Linked DNA regions of Mus musculus: all the other regions are linked to region 6. A link is a contact called in public HiCAR-type, HiChIP or PLAC-seq and promoter capture Hi-C data. All regions are on one chromosome and are shown on one strand. The core of a region is the stretch at or near the end of the contact, and the rest is flanking DNA. Distances in the headings are between cores, read along the strand shown. Region 1 has its middle 16 kb from the start of 1700019J19Rik. Region 2 has its middle 5.3 kb from the start of Gm10706. Region 3 has its middle 77 kb from the start of Fam76b. Region 4 has its middle 80 kb from the start of 1700019J19Rik. Region 5 holds the start of Ankrd49 (ankyrin repeat domain 49). Region 6 holds the start of Endod1 (endonuclease domain containing 1).

Region 1 (2,700 bases), core at 126-2,625, 310 kb before region 6:
GCTGAGAAACATATTAAGAAATTTTCAGTATCATTAGCCATAAAGGAAGTACAAATGAAAACTACTTTGAGATTTCATCTTACAGCTGTTAGAGAGTTTAAGATAAAAAAAAAAAAAAAACCAAACCAAACCAAACAACAAAAAAACAAAAAATGAGAGCTCATGCTATCAAGGATGTAGAGTAGGGGGGAGCACTCGTCCACTGCTGGTGGGAATGAAAACTTGTACAGCTACTTTGGAAATCAGTGTAGATGGGAATTGATCTACCACAATGAAATTCACAGACAAATTGATGAAACTAGAAAAAAAAATCATCTTGAATGAGGTAACCCAGACCAAGAAAGACAAATATAGTATGCATTAGTTTATATGTAGATTTTATCTGTTAAGTCAATGATAATCAGGCTAAAATCCATAGACCCTCAGAGATTAGGCATAGAGTAAGGGGCTAGGATACAGATCCATTTCCGTGGCTAAAGGAAATAGGATAGATAGTTATCAATGGATAGGGGAGGGCTGGAAAGGAAAGGAATATGGGAAGAAACAGTTAAAATTTATTAAAACCTAATACAATTGAAGCTTCCTAAAATATACTCATAGATGAACATGATCTAAAAGAAATCATGAAATAATGGTGAAGAAAGAACTCCAACTAGCCATCTCTTGTCACTAAATGAAGCACTGCTTGTGTCACCAAGAACCTGAGACTAGACAGCCCAGGAACATAGGGTAAAACAAAATACTAGATACTAGATCTTTGTTCTAGAACTAACCAGTACCCCAGAGCTCTTGACTCTAGCTGCATATGTATCAAAAGATGGCCTAGTCGGCCATCACTGGAAAGAGAGGCCCATTGGACACGCAAAATTTATATGCCCCAGTACAGGGGAACGCCAGGGCCAAAAAGGGGGAGTGGGTGGGTAGGGGAGTGGGGGTGGGTGGGTATGGGGGACTTTTGGTATAGCATTGGAAATGTAAATGAGCTAAATACCTAATAAAAAATTAAAAAAAAAAAGAACAAAGCAGTAGTATAGCCCTCAATGACACTCTGCTATACTCGTAACTCTGTGCCTTGCCCAAGCGTCCTCAGAGAGGTTTCTCCCTAGAGAAGAAGGGAAAATCAGAGACCCACAGCCACATACCATCCAGAGAGTGGGAGTGTGGAACACTCATGCTTTAACAGCACATCTCCATCAAATTCCTCCCCTCAGGGCTGTGGTAGAGGGGGCAGAAAGAGTGTAAGGGACAGAGATAATGGAGGACACCAAGAAATGAGGCCCTCTAAATCAACAGAATCCACGCACATATAAGCTCACAAAGATAGAAGCAGCGTGCATGAGGCCTGCATGGCTCTGTGCCACGTGGGGTCTTAGAACTGAAAGGAGAAGTGGACACATGGCGTCATCACTAACCCAGAAGTTATCAACCCATTTGATAACCACTTGCAATTTAGTTTCCTCCAAGGAAGTCTCACTAGGGAAACTAATTATGACTAAGGTGGCTGCGTGCCCAGCAGTAAATGCCAACAGAAAATGAACTCAGTGGTAACAGTTGAGGTTCCTTGTCTCACAACGTCTCATCAGGGTGCTGGGGGTTTTGTGGTTGTTTTTGTTTTTTTTTTTGAATTATCTTCTTTTTAATCCTAATTTAATTCTTTATGTTTATTTTTTCTCTCTTTTTATCATACAGGTCTTTTTCATATATACTGTGGCTTCCAGTTTAAGGTTTGCATGAAATTCGTGAGTGTGCAGATGAACCGGTCTCATTATTCTATTTTATTATTATCCCTTAAGAAGCCTGTTTGTTTCTTAATGAGAGGCAGAAATGAGATGGATCCTGATGGGAAAAGAGGTAGGGAGAAATAGGGAGGAGTAGAAAGAGGAGAAATAGGGAGGAGTAGAAGGAGGAGAAGTAGGGAGGAGTAGAGAGAGGGGTAATGGGAGGAGTGGAGGGAAGAGGTAATGGGAGGAGTAGAGGGAGGAGGAACTGGGAGGAGTAGAGGGAGGAGGAACTGGGAGGAGTAGAGAGAGGAGGTAATGGGAGGAGTAGAGGGAGGAGTTAATGGGAGGAGTAGAGGGAGGAGGATCTGGGAGGAGTAGAGGGAGGAGGAACTGGGAGGAATAGAGGGAGGAGGAACTGGGAGGAGTAGAGGGAGGAGGAACTGGGAGGAGTAGAGGGAAGAGGTAATGGGAGGAGTAGAGGGAGGAGGAACTGGGAGGAGTAGAGGGAGGAGGAACTGGAAGAAGTGGAGGAAGGAGGAATTTGGAGGAGTAGAGAGAGTAGGAACTGCAACCAGGATACAGTATATGAACAAAAACCCATTTTTCAACAACATCATCATCAACAACAACTAAAATAAAATAATAATTTAAAAAGAAGGCGGTCTGTAACCTGGGCCTTCCTCCCAGGTCCCTGGCAAACAACACGTTTTGGAGCACTGGATCACCCTGGCCTTGTAAGCAACTTCTGAGTGAGATCCTGGGCAGTAGAACAGTTTAGGACAATCCTACCCAGCCAGCTCTTTTCACTGCTGGACACTGAGCACAATGCAAGGACACTCGCTGAGCCAGCAGCTGGGGACGCTGGCACACAGTGCAGGCTTCTCTCATTTGCTGGCCACATGCCCAGGACATCAAGCTGCTCTCTAAGTGATATCAGTCAAAGTGGGGCAGGATAACCCCACCTGTCTCTAAACGCATC
Region 2 (2,751 bases), core at 64-2,563, 320 kb after region 6:
AAATGGTCCGAGTCTACAGCCTCTGTTCTGTGCCACATGGAAGGAGCCACAGTCACGATGTCGCTTTGTCATCTTCATTCCTCCCAAAGGTTTTAAATAGAAAATGAGACACGATTACTGCACCTCCATGGCACCCACAGGAATGTATTTAAAGTATGTTTTCTTCCACATCCTTCCAATCCCCCATGAAGGTGAAATTCTTTGCAACCCTGTGTTTAAGCCACGTTCATGTGTGCTGTAACCTTCCTTCCCAGCTGGTGGCGCTATTGTACAGGGTTGTGGAACCTTTAGGAGGCAGGGCTTAGCTGAAGGAAGTGGGTTGCTGGCGAGCTAGGACTTCCTGTCCTGTCTCTGCCTCTGAGCCATGGGTACAGAAGAGAGCCACCAGCCTCTCCAGACACTACAGTTGAATGCCTCCCCATCCAAGACACCCTGATCCCCTCAACTGTGAGCCAAAATAAACCGGTCCTCTCTTTAGTTGCTTAGTGCCACACATTTGGTCACAGCAATGAGAAAAGAAACTGATAAGTATCTAGAAAAAAAAGTGGCACTTTAAGCAGAGTTATGAGATTTGAGTCTAGCACAGTGCCTGGCATACAAGTGTGCTGACTAAAATGTGTCATCCGTTCACTGATCATCTGATCTTATTATGTGGTTCTCCTTACTAAAGCCAGCTACATTATCTTTGACGTCTACCGCTCTTACAATAATTCTACACAACGGGCATAGGGATTTTTATAAGATCTGAGGCTCAGGGTGACTAATTAACTCAAGGTCTCATGGCTGCCAAGTGGAAGTTCTAGGACTCAAACCCAGTGCTGCGCTGAAGCTGGCTGCATGTTTCTTTTCTCTTTACAACCAGCAGCTTTGATGAGATGCTAGTTAACTTAGGTGACGGTCACAGCAGGAGAGCCAGAATGGGGCTTATTGTAGCAACTGCCTGAAGCCTGGTAGCATTACTGGGATGTGGCACTTTTAAAACCTGGCGTTAAAAACATTTAGATGCTTAGGCTTCATCCATGATCAATGAAATCACTATGTGTGTGTGTGTGTGTGTGTGTGTGTGTGTGTGCGCGCGCGCGGGGGGGGGGGGTGATGGTAGCTAAATGGTAGAACAATTGCCTGACACATTTGAGGCCCTGAGTTTGACCCCCAACACTGAAGGAACAGAACAAAAAGCTGTTTCTGTGGTAAGGTCTGTCTCCCGCAGTGTAGACCACTCCTCCTCATGGTGAAGACAGTGTAAGAGAGTAAGAGGAGCCTACACAACGCCCAGCCTGTTGGAATCTGAATTTAAGCACAGATTTCATAATCCTATGCTGCTCTCTGGAGTTAACTCAAAGTTGATTCTCTAAGCATTGCAGCTCCCAGCACAGTAAAGGACAGTGTACATGCGCCCTCTGGTGGATCTATTCAGAAAGGCACCCTCGACAGGGGCAAAGCTGGTTAGACAAGGGACATAGACTTCATGCACACTGATTAATACAAGGCATCTGGTTAGATAGGCCTCTAGCCCACCCGTGCTGGTTCGTTTAATCAAGTCAACACAAACTCGAGTCACCTGGGAATCAGAAACTTCAAATAAGGAATTACCTCACCCGATTAGCCTGTGGGCAAGTCCGTGTTTTCTTGATTAATGATAAGATGTGAAGGTGACTAGTCCACTGCGAGCAGTGCCACCCCTGGACAGATGGACCTGGGCTGCATTCAAGGAAGCTGAGAAACAAGCAGCAGCCCTCCGTGGTTCCTGTTCCTGCTCCTGCTCCTGCTCCTGCTCCTGCTCCTGCTCCTGCTCCTGCTCCTGCTCCTGCTCCTGCTCCTGCTCCTGCTCCTGCTCCTGCTCCTCCTCCTGCTCCTGCTCCTCCTCCTGCTCCTGCTCCTGCTCTGTGGTTCCTGCTCCTGCTCCTGTTGAGTTCCTGCCTTGATTTCTGTCAGTGATGGAGTGTGATCAGGACATGTCACCCGACGCCTTTCTTTCCCAAGTTGCTTTCACTCATGGTGTTCATCACAACAGACAGCAAACTCGGGCAACCTTAAAAGCTTGACAGAAGGACACTATGACACAGATTGCCATTGCCTTGTGTCTCTGAGGACTCCTGTATATGACCCCAGCTTCCTCAGGAGGAGCTCACACATGAAATCCCTGCAAGGTTTTCTCAGTTTTTCAATACCGTGCATTAAGGCAGGAGAGAGTTGTGGCTTCTCTCTCAAGTCCGTTTGCATGACATGTTAATCTCATCAACTCTGGCTAATCTTGTGACTAATCCATAATTTTATCAGTTGCCAAGTGTTCAATACAGTCTAGTCATACAGCTGTGGATATTAAATGTGAATGCCAGGCTTGACAGTGGTCTGACCAGAGCTCCCCAACACAACTCAGGAAAAAGTTTTGGCCTTGTGTGGTAGTGCTTACCTGCATAGTGCCAGTACTCAGGAGCTGAGGCAGGGGTACTGTTACAGGTTTTAGAGCAGCCTGGATTCCATGACAAGACTGTCTCAAGACAGAGAAAGGAGAAGGTAGGAGAGGAAAGGAGGGAGGGAAGAAGGAAGAAGGGGAAAAGAACAACAAACGAATGTTTTTAGTGCAATGTGACAATACTGCTGCCTGGTGTCCCTCAGGTACCTGGCTCCTCCTCAAGAAGGCCTCAAGAAGACCTGCATGCACACACATGCATGCACACACACACACACGCACACAACTTCCTATGACCTTACACCATGGGAAGATTTTGGAAATAGTCTTTCCTTCTT
Region 3 (2,700 bases), core at 26-2,525, 480 kb before region 6:
GAGGGAGAATGGCCAACAAAGCTCTGTGTAATTGGCAGAACTATATTTGCTTGTTTATTGGGCTTAGGATATTGGTACATCGATCAATTGTTTTGTATTCTTCATTTTGGAGAAATGGTTTTCTAAGCTACAATGGTTTGCATCTTTTTGTACTGATCTCTGGGGCTTGTTCTTTTAGGTTTCGCTAGTTTTAAGTTTTAACTGTGGTTTTAGCATAACATGCAGTTTATCTTCCGAGAGGTTCTTAAGTTCATAGCTTAGTAGTGTTAAGGGCATGGTTCGGTAGGTTAAATTCACATTGTTCTAAAGTCTATCTCTAGAATGATTTTTATCTTACAAAACTGAAACTCTCTACCTACTAAATGTCTCTCTGTTTGCCTCTCCCCTCATCCCCTAGAAACCTCATTCTGTTTCTAAGAGTTTAGTCATCTCTTTGCCTCTCTCAAGCATGAACATGGAGTTGGCTCACCATGAGCAGCTTACTTCCCTTTACATAGGAGCCTCAATTTTATCCACCTTACAGAATGCTTCCTAGTTTCCCCACAAAGGGATTTGAGGTGGAAATGGTGAGAAACTATGGACAATGTAGCCATGGGAAAAAAAAAAATCAATCCGTGTGCTGAGACTGGAAGGTTCTACATGAAATTCCCCCAATCGAGAATCATTTGTAGGAACTGGAGAACCTTTGATCTTCCAACCTTGTTGTGAAAAAACAAATGTACCTGGGAATAAGAAAACCTTTAGGAGTCAAAACGTTGACTGGTTAGGAAGTAAAATCAAGGCTCCAAAGTGGGCGCAGAGGTGACCAGGGACCAATACAAAGAAAATGCAGAGCACAGGAGGGCTGGAGGGACAGTGGGGCCTGAGGGATGGCCTGGGGGCTAAGTGTCTGGGCAGAAGCCTTCTCCCTATGAATACTCTCAGACTCTCTGTATTGTCATAGAAAGCAGGTTATTGTCTGACAAGGGTAGGTTTGTGACAGTGCCCTTTTGGCTTGGGTGGTTATTTTAAGAAGATCTGGACAACAAAGGAAAGGCCCGAAAGGCCCGGGTGATAGGGAAACCAGATGACAGCTACACATACAACTTGCAGGGGATTGCACATGGTTAGGTGTGAATGCTCAGCCAGCACTCTGCAAGGCCCCCTCTCTCAGGAGCATTAAAGCACCTTCCATATAGTTCCAGGAATGGCCTCCTCCACCAGCTCTTCTGTTGCATATCCTGCTGCCTGCTTGACATTTCTATGTAGATGACTAAAATGTAACTCAAATGGATGTCTTCAGCACCGCATCAGCCCCCAGTCTCTCCCTAGAGCTCTGCCTCTGATACACTGCCAAGGTTCAGGAAATGGTTACCAGTCATGACTAAACATTTAGGGGAAGTGCTGCTCATTTGCTTTGGCCTGTGTGGTTCTCCCCGGAAAGACATTCACCTTCTCCCATCTTCTCTGGACTTTTCAGCCCAAGCATGATCGTTTCTTTCTTTTTTTTTTAAACAATACTTTTATTTATTCCTTGAAAACTTTATATATGTATACAATGTGTCTTGATTATGTACATTCATTCTTTCCTTCCAGCTCCCTGTCGGCTCTGAAACCCATTTTCCTCCAAACATTCTTTTTCTTTCCTTAAAAAAAAAAAAAAAATATATATATATATATATATATATATATACATACATACATACACACACACACACACACACACACACATATATTATCCCTTAGTGCTGCTTGTATATGTGCAGGTATGGAAACAGAGGCCACACCCCCAAGACATTAGTAACTGGTCTTTCTGCCTCATAACAGCTGGTCTACACCAATGGTCCAAAATTTAGACTCGGGCTCCTTCAATGCCTTCTCAGTGCACTCGGAATAAGATTCAAAATCTCTACCATGGGTCTAGGTCCTGATGAGACCTCTGGCCTCACCCAGTTCTCCCTTCCCTTGCTACGGGCTTCTCTCACCAAGGCTGTTCTTTCTACCAGAATCTTTCAGATCTTGTCTCTGTGGCAATCTGGTCAGACATTCCTTTAGAAGGGTTGCCCTCTGACACCCGCCACAGCCATCATTCACACCTGTCACTCGGTCCTTCCTGATCTGGACTAAGCCTGTCCGGCATCCGTGTGTTCATCTCCTTACGCCTCCTAGAGCTTGGAGGCGAAGGGAGCCCATCTGTCTGCCAGCCGCATGCCCAGAAGGCAGTCACCGTCTGACACAAAAGTAGATGTTCCAGAACTATGTGCAACTAACTTAGGCAAATCCTTCCCAGACATTTTTGGGAACGTGCAGGTGGATGCAGCAGGTGGGAGCCATGTCTTCCAGACAGATTTCTGCTCCTGCGAAGGAGGAAACACAACGTGTTTAGTTGGCCCATTACAGCAAGCTCTGGAGTCTTCAGGTTGCAGGGCAGGTGTGTTCGGAGGGGCAAACAATGTCGGACTGATGATCTTCCTTTCTGGCTTTGTGAAGAATTGGGAAGATGAAATCAGTGATTTCAAGATGAGTCACTGGAAACAAGGGGTTTCGCAGAACACCCTGAAGTTTAAAAAGGCGGATACAAAGCCTCAACAGAAACACAGCCAGCTCTCCCTCTCTCAGGCCTCGGAAAGCCTCGCAGTGCAGACACAGCCAGCTCTCCCTCTCTCAGGCCTGCAGACACAGCCAGCTCTCCAGCTCTCAGGCCTCGGAAAGCCTCGCAGT
Region 4 (2,821 bases), core at 285-2,784, 370 kb before region 6:
GACCCAAGGATTCTGGAAAAGGAGGCATAGGAAGTATTAGTCTACCATGCATGGCTCTAAATACCTTTAACTACTTAGATTTCCTACTCTGAATCTTTCTTTTAATACATGTTTGTTGGGGGCTATTCTGGCATCTAATGATAGATAAGGCCTTACCCAACATCTATGTGGTCACCTTGGGTCTAGGCAATGATTCATTAGTTTACCCATTCTAATTTCCTCACCCTGCTTAAAACATCATTGTACCCAATGGAATATAGGGCATTGGTTACTATCAGGACCCACAGGCATAAATGATACCATAAAAGAAAACAACAGTTTTTGGCTAATTAGAATCAATCTGGTACCACCCAGTGGCTGCCGTATAAACCCAGTCCCCACTGTGAAATAGCAGCCAGCAGGACTGTCTTCATTTGCATGGCAGGAATTTCATGGTGGGAACCCTAACCCAATGGACATCTCTCAAATAAAAGCCACCCTGTGCCAGTCAAGTACCACTGCTATTGCCCAGTCCCTCAGCTTTCTTGTAGCGTGTAGAAAAAAACGAGCCATTTTCTACTCTGCCCTTCTCTGCGCCACAACACCCACCTTCAAAGACTCATTGACACTGTGTAACCAGTATTGGACTGCAACAAAAATAGCAACAGTTTCCTAAGCCTGTTGTGCTAGTCCACTAGTCTGCTTTCTGCCTACATCCTCAGTGTGCACACACAGCTCCATGCACAGAAACCATTCTCTATGACCTGATGAGCTTGCTCCTCTCTATCACTGAACACTCTCTTTGCCCACAATGTCCTTCTAGCCCTCTTCAGGACATAGATCCAAAACTCCTCACCCACCAATCCTTCTCAGACTAGGTCAACTTCTTTTTTGAACACCTGAAAAATATCTGCACAAAAGTTAGCCATTTATCATCTTGGAGTGGCTGTTTATTTCTATAGTCAGGTTAGTGGTTCTCAACCTATAGACCATGGCCCTTTTGGGGTCTCAAATAACCCTTTCATTGGGATTGCATGTCAGGTATACTGCATATAAGATATTTATATTATGATTTGTAACAGGAGCAAAATTACAGTTAGAATGGCAATGAAAATAACTTTTGCTTGGGATCACCACACCCTGAAGTACTGTATTAAAGGCTCCCAGCATCAGTAAGCTTGAGAAGCAAGGGAACAGGGTCTCAGTGCTATAGCTCAGACTGGTGTGGGGCTCACTATGAAGCCCAGGCTGGCCTCAACCTCATAATGATCTTCCGGCCTCTTGAGTGCTGGAATCTTAGGTTTGAGCCACCATGCCCATCTGAGTATTTGCTTTGTTTTCTATCCCTAACTAGATTTTATCCAAACTCCTACACAGATGTGGTCCTCAACAATTGTTTCTTAATACGTTCGTTTCATTCCAAACAATTATTTCCATTGGGTAATGAATGCTGAAGTTGTAAATAAATTTAAGAAGAGACCTTGCCTTCCCAGACCTACAGCCCTACAGAAAGCCTGCACAGCTTGCCTTCGCTCCTGTCTTGTTATTTTAGATTTAAAATTAGAAACATATGTTGATTTGCAAGACGGGCATTTTTCCTTGTTTTTTTTCCCCCTGCACTTCTGAATAAACCTTTAAAACCCCACTATGTCAAGAAACAGCAATGAAAATGAAAAAGCGGGAGTGGGTAGGTTGGGGAGCAGGGTAGCAGGAGGGTATAGGGGACTTTTGGGATAGCCTTTGAAATGTAAATAAAGAAAATATCTAATAAAAAAGTTGTTAACTCAAAAAAATGTCAAATTATAATACTGCCTTCTGCAATACACACACACACACAGAGAGACACAGACACTAACACTCACATAAACACAAATCTACACAAACACACCAACACACAAATATACTACACATAAACTCTCATATACACATTAACATACAAGGAGACACACACAGAGACAAATACACACAGGCACACATAAACACACATGCACATACATAGTCACACAGACAAACACACAGCACTGTTGGTATATTTACAAAGATCCATGTAGAGAAATAGAAATCTAGTTTTAGATTTGAATTTTTCCCTCAAGTCATAAAACATAAACAAACAAACAAACAAGAAACCACAGACATTAACTGAAACTCCAGTGTATAAAACCTCTTAGTCATCACCACCAGGCTCTTTCAAAAACCAATTTCCTGGTGAAAAGACTGATTCATAGCTCGTGAAATCGTGGTTCCTGCCTGCCTGCCTGATGAATGGAAGCAATTGAAAAGGTCACCACTAGGGCTCAGGTTTGACATGGGGCCTTCCGAAAGAGGAGCTGGGCTTAAACTGCTGCTGTGAGTGCATTTCCTACTCTGATGACATCACACAATGCAAAAGGATTCTTCTCAGACCCTAACCCAGAAGAGAGTGAACTTCCATGGACAGCCATGCAAATCTTATGACATCCCATAATCATCACAGCAATCAGTAAATTAATTGTGCAGTGAAATTTTGGCCTTGTCTGGGAAGTCCCCCACCAGCGCTGATGTCATGTCTGTAGCTAACATTTGACGTTCTCAACACTGTTGATGAATGACAGCTCAGTTCTCAGTGCAGACCATGGGGTAGCCTGGGAGGTATCCCAAGAGGTTGTTTCTTGGTTATCTTGCATTCTGTGGGAGGAGTTTCCTGCTCTCTGAGCTACTGGGGTCCCAGAAGCAATGCTGCCTCCTTGCCTCCTTCAGAGTGTTTTGCAGGATGGACATCTGTTGGCCCTTGGCCTCTGTTTCCTCTTCTCTCCACTTCTTTGTAAACACCACTAAATGTCACAGGACCAAGGCAGATCGGTGC
Region 5 (2,700 bases), core at 177-2,676, 400 kb after region 6:
TTTACCTTTTAGAAATGCTTTCTTCTACTAAGTAAATGGCTACAACTATCTTAATTTTAATCTATTAATTTAGGTATGTTAAAACTGATGGAGTCCTGACAGTGAGTACACAGGAGGACCATAGTTCACCCAGTCCTAAAAGATTAGTCTTCTGATAAACTGCCATATTAATTTATACACTGACATCAACTTCAAGAGTTACCTAGCACATAAGCCTTAAAGAAAATGAGAAGTTACTTTGAAAACCATCAATCTTTTAACCATATTTGTTGAATTTGGCAGTTTTTTGTTGCTATTGTTAGTGTTACCACTTCTTTCTGTTGACCCAATTAGAATCTAATGTTTATTATTTCAGGTGCTATGTCTTATATTGTTTTGCTATTAAGCTTTTAAGGATAGGCCATCTTTAACACAGATTATTATGCCATTTGTATGTAACCTGCATTAAGAACTATTTGTATCATTAAACTTAAGACCTATCATTTAATCTTGCTCTGAATGGCCTCTAAGAGGAACTTAGTTATACACACTCCTCATAGATTTGTTCTACTTAATTTCAAGTTTAATATTCCATTGTCCAATTAAGCTTCATCACTAGTGACAAGAGTATCAGAATCATGACCAATGACTTCTTAGGGCCTATAAACTCCATTAAGGGATTTGTTAAGGTTTTGGCAGCATTGTGTTTTTCTTTTTTCTTTTTTAAAAGAACTATCAGAACTATTTTCTTAACATTTTCAATATTTCCTTTCACTTCAAACTCATTTTTTAAAAAGCTACTATACACCAATTCATTAAGCGCTTAACAGATGTCACTAACCAAAATATGGCACAGATCGCAGCCCCCCTTCCCACACCTGAAAACTCCTTCATATTAATTCTTAACTTATTGTCTTGGTATGCTTAATTAAAAAATCAAACCCAAATGTATCTCGACTCTGGGTATAAAGCTCGATGCATACTATTATGGAGGAATAGGATGCATTTCCTAATTTAAAGGGAACCCTCCATTTTGAGAGAGATAGCAACTGTTCCAGTTCTCATCTCATTGGGTGGAGCCCCCCATTTCAGAGGCCTGCGCTCGGGTACTGACAGATCACTGTCGCTGCGGTACACGGGCCCTTCTGAGGTCCTGAGGGGGTCTGCTCTAACTCAAGGCTCCAAATCATTTCTACTGCACTTTCTTCAAGGTTCTCTGAAAACACAAAACCGAGGCTTCTGGGGCGATCGTCAGGGGAAGCAGGGAAGAAAGGTCTTTGGTCTAGCAGGCGAGGCCTTCCGAATCGCAAAGCGAAGACTCTGCCACGATGCTACCTGCGAGGTGGCCGGCCGCCCACAGCCGCCCGCCCCACCGCTCCGGACACGCGCCTCACCTTTCACAGAGAGAACCTCACCGAGAACTTCCTTTCCGGGTTCGCCCCTTCGCTGCTCAGGATTGGCTCCTGTGAGGTGACGGAGCCATTCTGTAGCCAATGAGAATCTAGACATTCTGTGATGTCACGTCATCAATGGATCTCGCGAGAAGTACGGATGCCGCTCTCCCGCGCCTAATTCAGGTTTCTGGGAGCGGTTTTCTTGTGGTTCTGGAGACTCCCGCCCCCTTTTCCTGAGGTAGAGATGGCTTGTGGCCTCCCTGGTCGACTCTGACAAGTCCATGTTGGGTAACTTAGGCTTTGCTACGGTCTTGTAGCGTGCGGGTCCGGGGCGAACGGAAGCCCCGAGTGCGTGGGGCCGTTAGGGAAGACGGGCCGGGTGGGCATGGAGGGATGCGGGCTCTGCGTTCCGCCTCGGAGTCCGCCTCGGAGTCCCGCGGGTGGGAGGTCTCCTGTAGTGGCAGCGCCGCCTTCGCCGAGCTGGGGATGCGAGGTGTTCCACTTAGACCATGTGTTGGTTATTTATTCTGTCTTTAAATGTGGGCTGCCCCATAAAACCCATGTTAGTGTTAAGAGTATGGGGTGGCCTCTGATTCAAAGTCCTGCGCGGAGCAGCTTAAATTATGCACGTAGAAAGTTACGTTTCATTTTTCCTGTCCAGGGGTTTACTACACACCAATCTCATGAAGAAGATAGTAGAGAAATAGTAGTGATAGTGCAATTAGGACTTCACTTCAGGATGTGGCTTTCTGTTCTTAGGTCATGAAACAATTATAGTAAGTGTTGAAGACGTACATAGGACTTTCTCAAAATCACTAGCGCTTGTTCAAAAAGTCTACCCTGCAACTGAGCTCATGTTAGTGAAATATGTGCAACCTTTATAATATGTGCATTTTGGTATTTATTTTTAGAGTTTGGATTCGAGTGGTTTTTCTGACATACCTGAACACTTGGAGAGGAACCTGGTACAGAGGAACTCTACTATAAAAATGAGCCCCACAGATCCACTGTAAGCCTGACATATTAATTGTGATGACCTTACGAGAAAAGTGATATTTTAATATAAACAGCAACAGAATTTAATAATGGATAGAGTATCCCCCAAAACGTCTGTCATGCATAATTAAAAGCACATACTTATGCTTATTAGCAATAAATAAATAAATAATGAGGTGGAGCAATAGATGAATGTGTTGCAGTAATTACATGGCCATGCAGGGAGGCTCATGCTCTCTGGCTTTGTCTTAGTCTCGAGTCTATAAATAGTCCTTTAGAGTAAGTTACCCTAGTTGAAGTGAATTTGAACAAAATGGAAAGAAATAAAAGG
Region 6 (2,700 bases), core at 184-2,683:
ATTGGTGCAGACTGCCTGAAACCTGCCTGGCCAATGGTAGCTGGAAATATGACCAAGGTACAATCCATACTTTCAGGTGGAGACACCTGAAAGCCAGAAGCTTTGTATTGGTGGCCGGCAGGAACCAAGGGCTCTGGGACACACAGGGCTGGAAGGCTGGGGAGAAGTCAGAGAGGCAGGACAGGGTGTCTTACTGCGGAGACCTGGCAGAGGAGAGCCAGTCAGCAGTTTCTGTATGGCCCATGGAAGGCTTTCTCGGTGTTTGATCCCTGCCGCCAGACAGACCCAACACTGTGAAAGGTCACTTGATTGCAATGGTCTGATAATCTACAGATACGAAGATTCAGGAAAAACTGGTTTGTCCTTTCTGCGTGGGTACTACCCCCACTGAGCTTCCCAAAGTCCTTGCACTGTCAGAAGCTTTCCCCTAGCAGAAAGGGCAGTGATTTTCTAGCCTCAAGACCAGCTCACTCATCTCACCAGCTGGGTGGTCTTCTGCAAGCTCCTTCACCCCTCCTTGTCTGGAGCTGCTTCCTGTAAAGTGGGGTGAACTTGCCCACCGCCCAAATGTTGCTGAGGGGATGTGGGCGGGCCTGGGAAGCTTGTGCTTCCCGCGGATCTGCCCGGTCTTGGCCACCAAGGGCTGTCTCCCAGTTCATGTTCTCTACTACCCAGGAAACCAACCAGACACTGCAGACGTCTGAGCCCAAGAGGAGGGAGGGCCATCTCCTCGGGGAACCTCCCGCCCCTGCGGCTTAAGTGGAGACTCCCACCCAGGCAAGGCAGGCTGCAGTTTGGGGATGGGGAGACGCTGGGGGGTAGATCTGAACTTCAGATCCCGGTTCTCCCGAGTCCTGCTTACCTGCGGCTCCAGCAGCCCGCGCTGCTCGGCACTGCGGGACGCCGGGCGCGCAGCGCGAAACGCGGAGAACACGGGGATGCGGTGGCCAGGACTGTACAGAGTGGCGAAGCGCTCGGAGCCCGCGAAGCGTTGACAGATCCTCACGTGCGCTTCGGTCGCCAGCCCGGCGGGTGGGGTCCCCTTGTAGAAGAAACGGTCGCATTCGCCGAAGCCCGCTTGCTGCGGGAGCAGCAGCCGGGCCTGCAACAGCCCTGCCAGGGCCAGGAGGCCGCCCAGCGCCAGCCAGCGCGCACAGCCCATGGCGGCCTCTGCGCGGCCGGGCGCCGCTAGAGCAGGGAAGTCCGCGGTGAGCCTCTCTGGCGGGGCGGCTCTGGGCCAAGGCCGCGCCCCTTCTCCGCCTCCACCCCGAAGATGGCTGCAGTGCTCAGCCGCGGCTTTCTGCGGCTGCACCCACCCCTGGAGACCGGACACCTGCCGCGGCGCTGCTGTGTGCCAGAGCTCCCCCTCCGCGCTGGACTGGCTTAGCCCAAGGGGCTGTCCCCAGGGCTGGCGCTGAGAAGTCGGACCTTGCGTGCACCAGGTTCCTCCGGGATGGGGAGATGTCCACAGAGGAGACGGTGCCTACCCTTCCGCATCAGACCCCAGTTAAGAAACCCTGTTAAAGCCGGGTTTTTGGTAGAGGCAGGGGGATCCGTAAGACCCTGCTAAATAAATAAATAAATAAATAAATAAATAAATAAATAAATAAATAAATAAATAAATAAATACTGATAAAGGAAGTTCTTAGGCAGACAGCACAGCCCGGCCGTGGTTTACTTGGTATGAGCATTAGATATCAAACCGAAACTCAGAAGGGAACAAGACAGCCAACACCCTGTATTCATCCCACTGCTCACATGCCTCTGCACACCCCCACCTTGAATTAGTAGAGTGATAACCGACAAGAGCAGGATCTCTGTTTGGTGAGCCTAGTATTAATTAAAAAACAAGCAAACAAACAAACAAACAAACAAAACATGCTGTTTACGGAATCACTGAAAACCCAGTGTTAATCCACTGCGTGACTCCTACAGGGTTTTAGGATACAGTGAAGGAAGTTGGCCTGAAAAGATGATATCTGAACTGACACCCTGAGGAAGGCAGCCCCAAGCTGGACTTTCCCAGAGGGGAAAAGAATGTGGGAGGGACTTGAGACAGGCTGGTGGAATAAAGAGCAGAGGAATCTGGCTGGGATGTGAGCAGAGTGATTGACTAGGATTAAGAAGCCCAGCCCCGGTTCCCACTCCCAGTAAATAACTAGCTGTGGTGGTGTGCACAGGGACCAGGAGTTCAAAGGCAGAATGGGCTTCTTGGACCCTGACTCAAACTGAAGTAATTAATTTAGTTTAAAAATAAAACTGAGGTCTGGAGCAACAGTATACATTAGGTTAGGGAACTGAGAAGGGCGACTTAGGCTCGTAATTCCGGGACAGAGGTTAAGACCAGCCTGGACTACAAATCAAGACCGTTTCAACAAACAAACAAACAAACAAAATAAATAAATAAAACATCACTGAAAGCTTGGATCTTTCTACCATAACCAGGTTGGGGAGATGGCTTCATGGTCACAGTGACTGCCACGCAAACTTGGCAGCGGGGGTCCAGATATAAGCAAGAGGATCTGTTTGCGTTTGATGCACAGAACCTGAGTTTAAAAAGAAAAGCAGGGCAAGGTGGCACAGACTTGTGATCTCATGTTGGGGGCACAGAAACAGCTAAGTTCTTGGGGCTTGAAGATCAGCTTGGCTTCCTTGGTGAGCGTCAGGTCAGTGAGAGTCAATGTGGACAGCTCTAACACC

Evidence for each region. Promoter capture Hi-C pulls out the DNA fragments that hold promoters and counts their contacts. HiCAR-type assays count read pairs that join an accessible place to other places. HiChIP or PLAC-seq counts read pairs in DNA pulled down with a chosen protein or histone mark. Capture Hi-C pulls out chosen DNA fragments and counts their contacts.
Region 1: an H3K4me3 HiChIP or PLAC-seq map of bone marrow-derived macrophages shows a contact between it and region 6, with 2.9 times the contacts expected there. The contact joins the enhancer-like site here to the promoter of Endod1 in region 6. A contact is called at or near these places in 4 of 39 promoter capture datasets (the C10 cell line, embryonic stem cells, hippocampal neurons and 1 more), 5 of 115 datasets of contacts at active chromatin or transcription factors (bone marrow-derived macrophages, double positive thymocytes and embryonic stem cells) and 2 of 9 other capture datasets (adipose tissue and liver).
Region 2: a contact with region 6 is called in an H3K4me3 HiChIP or PLAC-seq map of pro-B cells, with 3 times the contacts expected there. The contact joins the enhancer-like site here to the promoter of Endod1 in region 6. A contact is called at or near these places in 15 of 39 promoter capture datasets (the 3T3-L1 cell line, the C10 cell line, the HPC-7 cell line and 8 more), 3 of 484 Hi-C or Micro-C datasets (the C2C12 cell line, adipose-derived mesenchymal stem cells and embryonic stem cells), 16 of 115 datasets of contacts at active chromatin or transcription factors (the 230-238 cell line, the NIH/3T3 cell line, the SCID.adh cell line and 11 more) and 1 of 9 other capture datasets (embryonic stem cells).
Region 3: a contact with region 6 is called in a HiCAR-type map of Th17 cells, with 5 times the contacts expected there. The contact joins the enhancer-like site here to the promoter of Endod1 in region 6. A contact is called at or near these places in 14 of 39 promoter capture datasets (the 3T3-L1 cell line, 3T3-L1-derived adipocytes, the C10 cell line and 10 more), 2 of 15 datasets of contacts at CTCF or cohesin (the NIH/3T3 cell line and large pre-B cells), 4 of 484 Hi-C or Micro-C datasets (bone marrow-derived macrophages, cerebellar granule neurons, cerebral cortex and 1 more), 24 of 115 datasets of contacts at active chromatin or transcription factors (the 230-238 cell line, SST interneurons, T-cell acute lymphoblastic leukemia and 17 more) and 4 of 9 other capture datasets (adipose tissue, embryonic stem cells, liver and 1 more).
Region 4: a contact with region 6 is called in a promoter capture Hi-C map of second pharyngeal arch cranial neural crest, with 2.3 times the contacts expected there. The contact joins the enhancer-like site here to the promoter of Endod1 in region 6. A contact is called at or near these places in 4 of 39 promoter capture datasets (the HPC-7 cell line, cranial neural crest, liver and 1 more), 5 of 115 datasets of contacts at active chromatin or transcription factors (the NIH/3T3 cell line, astrocytes, bone marrow-derived macrophages and 2 more) and 3 of 9 other capture datasets (adipose tissue, embryonic stem cells and liver).
Region 5: a promoter capture Hi-C map of adipose tissue shows a contact between it and region 6. The contact joins the promoter of Ankrd49 here to the promoter of Endod1 in region 6. A contact is called at or near these places in 21 of 39 promoter capture datasets (the 3T3-L1 cell line, 3T3-L1-derived adipocytes, the C10 cell line and 14 more), 3 of 484 Hi-C or Micro-C datasets (the G1E-ER4 cell line, muscle stem cells and pre-B cells), 5 of 115 datasets of contacts at active chromatin or transcription factors (the SCID.adh cell line, bone marrow-derived macrophages, large pre-B cells and 2 more) and 3 of 9 other capture datasets (adipose tissue, embryonic stem cells and pancreatic islet).

Annotation. Positions count from the first base shown.
Region 1 is chr9:14,073,001-14,075,700 of GRCm38.p6, forward strand. No RefSeq gene overlaps it. Among named protein-coding and RNA genes, the nearest start is that of 1700019J19Rik, 16 kb to the right of the region's middle. Within about 2 kb of position 1,376, at least 62 of the 459 cell types and tissues checked have an H3K27ac peak or open chromatin away from gene starts, as enhancers often do. A contact at or near this core is called in bone marrow-derived macrophages, where this site is marked.
Region 2 is chr9:14,697,783-14,700,533 of GRCm38.p6, forward strand. No RefSeq gene overlaps it. Among named protein-coding and RNA genes, the nearest start is that of Gm10706, 5.3 kb to the right of the region's middle. Within about 2 kb of position 1,314, at least 42 of the 459 cell types and tissues checked have an H3K27ac peak or open chromatin away from gene starts, as enhancers often do. A contact at or near this core is called in the 230-238 cell line, T-cell acute lymphoblastic leukemia, pro-B cells and 1 more, where this site is marked.
Region 3 is chr9:13,903,241-13,905,940 of GRCm38.p6, forward strand. No RefSeq gene overlaps it. Among named protein-coding and RNA genes, the nearest start is that of Fam76b, 77 kb to the left of the region's middle. Within about 2 kb of position 1,276, at least 18 of the 459 cell types and tissues checked have an H3K27ac peak or open chromatin away from gene starts, as enhancers often do. A contact at or near this core is called in SST interneurons, Th17 cells, cerebral cortex and 1 more, where this site is marked.
Region 4 is chr9:14,008,172-14,010,992 of GRCm38.p6, forward strand. No RefSeq gene overlaps it. Among named protein-coding and RNA genes, the nearest start is that of 1700019J19Rik, 80 kb to the right of the region's middle. Within about 2 kb of position 1,535, at least 46 of the 459 cell types and tissues checked have an H3K27ac peak or open chromatin away from gene starts, as enhancers often do. A contact at or near this core is called in second pharyngeal arch cranial neural crest, where this site is marked.
Region 5 is chr9:14,783,147-14,785,846 of GRCm38.p6, forward strand. It overlaps Ankrd49 (ankyrin repeat domain 49), which reads right to left and starts at 1,427. Exons shown (of 3, transcript NM_019683.4): 1 at 1,374-1,427. It overlaps Mre11a (MRE11A homolog A, double strand break repair nuclease), which reads left to right and starts at 1,508. Exons shown (of 20, transcript NM_018736.3): 1 at 1,508-1,611; 2 at 2,285-2,382. The coding sequence starts at 2,363.
Region 6 is chr9:14,379,809-14,382,508 of GRCm38.p6, forward strand. It overlaps Endod1 (endonuclease domain containing 1), which reads right to left and starts at 1,434. Exons shown (of 2, transcript NM_028013.3): 1 at 863-1,434. The coding sequence starts at 1,162.